Regions from separate parts of the Mus musculus genome. Here region 1 is linked to region 2. Evidence: chromatin contacts called from public promoter capture Hi-C data. All regions are on one chromosome and are shown on one strand. Each heading gives the region's core, a stretch centred on a gene start, on an enhancer-like site or on the middle of the called end of the contact. The rest is flanking DNA. Distances are from core to core; before and after follow the strand shown.

What was found. Promoter capture Hi-C pulls out the DNA fragments that hold promoters and counts their contacts.
Region 1: a contact with region 2 is called in a promoter capture Hi-C map of embryonic stem cells, with 4 times the contacts expected there. The contact joins the enhancer-like site here to the promoter of Dnajb12 in region 2. A contact is called at or near these places in 7 of 39 promoter capture datasets (the 3T3-L1 cell line, embryonic stem cells, frontonasal cranial neural crest and 3 more), 1 of 15 datasets of contacts at CTCF or cohesin (large pre-B cells), 5 of 484 Hi-C or Micro-C datasets (CD8 T cells, the HL-1 cell line, group 2 innate lymphoid cells and 2 more) and 6 of 115 datasets of contacts at active chromatin or transcription factors (double positive thymocytes, embryonic hindbrain, embryonic limb bud and 3 more).

What each region holds. Positions count from the first base shown.
Region 1 is chr10:60,132,779-60,135,478 of GRCm38.p6, reverse strand. It overlaps Spock2 (sparc/osteonectin, cwcv and kazal-like domains proteoglycan 2), which reads right to left. Exons shown (of 11, transcript NM_052994.2): 11 at 1,565-2,700. Among named protein-coding and RNA genes, the nearest start is that of Mir6906, 7.4 kb to the right of the region's middle. Within about 2 kb of position 1,333, at least 13 of the 459 cell types and tissues checked have an H3K27ac peak or open chromatin away from gene starts, as enhancers often do. A contact at or near this core is called in embryonic stem cells, where this site is marked.
Region 2 is chr10:59,878,302-59,881,001 of GRCm38.p6, reverse strand. It overlaps Dnajb12 (DnaJ heat shock protein family (Hsp40) member B12), which reads right to left and starts at 1,419. Exons shown (of 9, transcript NM_019965.3): 1 at 1,192-1,419. The coding sequence starts at 1,324.

The DNA of each region.
Region 1 (2,700 bases), core at 84-2,583, 250 kb before region 2:
ACACACAATCTGGCTTTATCTCTGCTTTGTAGCTGAGACGTAGGGGCATGCTTACTGACAGAGAGGCTAATTTAGACGGGAGGCATCTTTGCAATAATGCTAAGCGTTTCACACTGTGCCTGGTCCTCTGTGGATGAATCAGGCTGGCCTTCTCCAAGGTCTCTCTTGCAATGGTAAGAGCACAGAGCTAACTGAGATAGTCTGGACCACAGGGTCTCATCTGCCAAGATCTACTCTTAAGACAACACTAAGGCAGAATAAGCAAAGGTTTCTCAGCAGGTGGTGTTTATAAAGTTTTTATTTTCCATTTTCTTAAAAATAACATTTGCTTTCCTTTATGCGTGTGTAGAGTGAACTTGTTTCCTTAGGCTGAGTAATAGGCAGATAAAGACCACAGCAAGGTGAGGGTCCCGGGTGGAGGCAGGTGGGGATGGGCGGGGCAGGAGGGGGCGTGGCGCAGAGGAAGGGGAAAGAATGGGGTCACCCACGGGATGCTTGAGTGCCCACCAACGCACACACGGGTCTAACACTTGTTCAGATTTTTTAAAAGACATCTAAAATTACTGAGAGATACAACGTCAGCACTTAAATCTACAGACGGAACCCAAGCACTTGACCACAATGTTTAACTCTAAGCTCAGTGATTACACATCGGACGGTTTTAAGTGGGACACGGGCTGAGAAGCGGGTAGCTCTGCCTGACTTGGTACGGATGTCTTGAATCTCCTTTTGCACCCCCAGGTCTTTCCCTAGGACAACTGCAGGCGGGAGGGCTCGTGATGGCCCAGGTGTCAAAGATGGGCCCCTGGTTCTCTCCTAGGGCTGTGGGCTTGGGCTTTGGGGAGCCGATATCAAAAGACCCCACCTACGCACTTAGTGGTGAAGCAGAAAGCAGATAAAAGCCAAATGGGTACCAACAGAAACCAAGGGAGGGGGCTGGAGCAAGGCAGACCTGTGCCCACCCATCACACGTGGTCACGACTCCTGTGGAACACTGGGGGTAAGATGTCCCAGGACTCTCACCAACTTTGCCTCCTGCCAGAACTCCCAGGCTAAGCCCCGCCCCCGTTCCTCCTGGGACCTCTGAGTGGTCTCTCAAGGCACATTTACTCTCTCCAACCTCAAACTTCCCCAACGTACACCATCCTTCCCAGCACCCAGGGCTAAGGAGGCTCTTAGTAGGGCAGCTCCAGGGCTCGGCAAGATGTGGTGCTGCCGTAATTTGGTTGAACTCTTTCCAACACAGCCCTACCTCTCCTGCCCGCAACAAGGGAACGGGAGCAGGCAGGAACACGGATGGAGGAACTGGGCAGGCAGCTTATTCAAGGATGAGGCCCGCAGGACCGACAATAATCTGACCTGTGTGACCTTGCTCCTGAGGAAACACGAAGCTTGCTTAACTAGAAGCTACTTGGGAACCTTCAGCCCCACCAGGAACAGCTGTTCTGCCTACCTTTGTGGGACTCGGTCTCAGTGGGGTGAAAAGCAGTATGGGGTGGGGAGCGTTTTAGAGAGGGACAAACTTCTGGACCCCTGGGGCCTGCCACAGTTCCACGCCTTCTGCTTTCTTACTAAAACATGTTTACTACATCAGATACAAAACCAGAAGATCCAGGGACACACAGAGCATAGCTCCCCAGCGGGGCAGGGCGGGGCAGGGTGAAAGAAGGGGATGCGTCTTCCTCTACACCACCCCCTCCCCACCCCAGAGAGCCTAAAATCCTTCACAGCTACCCGGGGATGTTCTGGAAATCCAGCTGGGGCAGAGAAAGAATCAGACTCCATCCTAGCGAGAGCAGGAAGTTTCAAGTAACTCCAGCTGGAGGGAGGAGGAAGGGGAGGAGGGGGAGGAGAGAGGGGGGCGGGATGGCTGCTTCTAGAATGCAGAGGGCTGATGTGACTGAGCCAGGGACCAGAGGATGGTTGCAGAGGTCTGAGGAAGGGAGGGAGGAAGAAGAGGATGGGAGCAGGTGACAGTCACCCGGAGAGTCAGAACTGTGTCGTGGAATGAGAAGCACTTTATGGAGCTTGGTGACATTTCCGTATTCCCCCCGAGGAGATGACGATTAAGGTGGCCATTCCAGGGTGGCAGAAAGGAATGGGAAGGAGGAGGCTCTTCCCTAAAGTCCAACCGATCAATACTCAGTGGATGTGACCAGCCAGTGCCCCTGAGAGGCTGGGGGAGAGCCAGACTGGGGCTTTGTCCTGGAAGCCTCAGCACAAGGTCCCCAGTAGCTAGCTGCCCAGCCTCTTCCACCACACAGGGGGCTGCCCTCACTCTTCCTGGGCATCAGGGTGGCCCTCGGGTATTCTCTCTCTCATTCTCTCTCATTCTCTCTCTCTTTCTCTCTCTCTCTCTCTCTCTCTCTCTCTCTCTCTCTCACACACACACACACACACACACACACACACACACACACACACGTATACGCGCCACACACACGTACGCGTACCAAAGGGTATCAGAGGCCCAGGTAAGGAATTCTTCATCAAATATATCAAGGAAATTTCCTTTGAGAGGGGGAAGTGGGGAGCAATAGACACACAAAACCCCACAGGACATCTGGGTAAAAGCCCCTTCCACCCGGCCTGGAGGTCTGAGGGCGTGCTGAGGCATGGCATCAGGGCCTAGCTGCTCAGTGTGGTCCCCTCTGATAGATACACCGTTCTCTATTCATATATGCTATAGGGCTTTAAATA
Region 2 (2,700 bases), core at 170-2,669:
AGCACTCCAAACCTGGGCAGGGAAGGTGAGAGGCTGGCTGCTGCGTCTTCATTTCATTTTAATAAACACGTATGGAATCTCAGGGTTTTCCACTTTCTAGCTGTGTCACATCCTAAGACGCTTATCGATGAGTTAGTTCCTCATCTTGAGAAGATAGAAGGGTGGTGTTCTGTCTTCCTGACTTTACAGGATCAGGTGGCAAAACACACGAGAAAGAACTTTCTACACAGAAAAGCACTATGGGTATTCTTGTTTATATACATTATCTGTTCCAACTTCCTGAACTTCCAGATGGGGAAACCCAAGCTCACGATGAGATGTGGGTCTCTTAATTCTGAAAGTCTGCTACATGTCAGAGAGTTTACTAACTCCACAGAAACAAATCCTGTGTCTTTCTCCTTCCCAGCTGGTATTAAAATTTTCTTTGGTCACTTCGGTTACAAACGCAAAAATGAGGGGGAGGTTACCAGGTAAAGTGAGACGATTGGGTAGCGAAGACAAGATCACTATTCCCTCCCTGGGTTGGGAGGTCTCAGACCTAGGCTATTAGCTACCTGGAGCTCAGCAGCCGTAGCAGTCCATAAGACCCGCCACCCGGGCTTGCTGAGGAAGAAGGTGGGATAGGGTGGCTGACACTGGGATCTTCAACAATCCATCCACTCCGAAACACCGCTTTCAAGAGACTGCAGGAAGGACTGCGAGTTGGAATGTCTTATTTCGCTAAGGGTTCTCTGATTGGAGCGAATGAATTCCTTCCCTCTCTAGAACCCATTCTCCCTTAGAATAGTTATGTTTATTTTCCTGAACTATAATATTTCCCAGGCCGGCCAGTGGCCCTGAGCCACCGAACAGCCCTCTGGGAGAAGTAGTTCGCTTTCGCGTCCACAAGAGTCCTCTTCACCGGGTCTCCCAGCGCGTCTCCTTCCCAGAAACCTCACATTCCAGAGGCCTCCACAAGCACTGGGAAGGGGTTGGGAGCCGGGCCCTCGGGGGTCTCCAGGGGGCCAGCATCCTAGAGACCGCGGCACCGCTGGACTACGAATCCCAGCAGCACCCGCGCGCGCCAGTGCGCAGGCGTAGCCGCGCCTCGCCACCCCTCCCCCCTCCGCCAACTGCTCCCGTCGGTCCGTTCCCGTGGTCCCCCGATCCGTGCTAATGCCCCCTTCGGTCCCTGCGGCGCCTCCCACTCACCGCTGACTCGTGGCGTCGGGTAGAGCCGCTGCGCCTTCTCCAGGAAGCGCAGCGCCCGCTCGGGCTGGTTGCTTTGGATGGCCTTGAGGGCGATGCTGATACAGCGCTCGGCTTCATCCTTGTTGGATTCCATGGCGGAACCCGAGCACGGAACCAGGGAGGGGGAGGCCGGGCGAGCGAAGGGCTGCGCCAGCCGCCGGCGCGTCGCGGGGCAGGCCGGCGCGGAAGGATGACATAACCCTCCGCCCCTCCTTCCCGGGATTTGAGTGAGGGTTGAACCCGGGCGGAAGCCCTACCGTATGTCTCCTAAGAAAGGGGCGTTCGGTTCGGAGGCGCTAGAACGCGCGGGCGCTCTAGAGCGCAAATGCTGAAGTTGAGTGTGCGCGCACGTTCGGGTGGTAGCCTCTGCGTTCCAGTCCGACTATCTGTGAATCGTACAGATGTTTACCGATTGTCAGACGCTGCTGTCTGATGTGGCAGTGGTATCAAAACAAAACCGTGTCCTCACAGAGCTTTCGTGGGTGGGGAGAAGTCAAGTAAACGGAAACATTCAGATAGTGACACAGTCAAGGCAAATATCGAAAAGTAGAGGGATGGAAGGGAGGGCTACCATTTAAGATAGCTTAATATATCAGAAACTCATTTTACAGGCTCTGAACTCTAAAGAAACAGGAACATGTGATTGGAGGAAGGGTGGTTCGACTGGAGGAAATAACAGATGGAAAGGCTCCGCATAAGGATTTTCGTTGTGAGTTATTGCGGGGATTAAGGAGGAGTTTACAGGAGTCACTACAGAGTCACACCAGTCAGGATGCAGCTCAGCCTACCTCCCACTTAAGTGACAGCAACTTAGTGAAGGTTGCCAATGACTTCCACTAGGCTAAATCTCCTGGCTATTTCTTAGCCCTTGCACTATGGTCTTTCACAAGAAACTACAATAAACCAAATGAATGTTAAAGGGTGCAATGCGATGGTGGTGTAAGCCTTCAATCCCAGCCCTTGGGAAGCAGAAGGACTCTGAGTTCAAGGCCAACCTGGTCTACAAAGTGAGTTCCAGGACAGCCAAAGGTACAAAGAGAAACTCTGTCTCGAGAAACAGACACAAACAAAAGTTAAAGAGCAGCTGTTATAATCAAGTGAGACTCGGTGAATATATATTCATCGAGTTGCAGATACACACACATATACATATATATAAAGCATAAATATATAACATAAACATATAAAACATATAAACACACACACACACACACACACAACTAGAAAAGATCATCCGAGTGAGATAATCCACACTCAGAAAAACAAACATGGTATCTCACTTATAAGTAGATTATAGCCATAGATAGAGTACAGGATAACCATTCTACAATCCACAGACCCAAAGAAGCTAAGTAACAAAAAGAGCCCAGGAAAGGATGTTTGAATCTCACTGAGAAGAGGAAATGAAATAGTCACAGGGGTAGAGGGAGGGATGGAGCAGGGTTGGAAAGGAGGTGGGCAGGGGAAGAG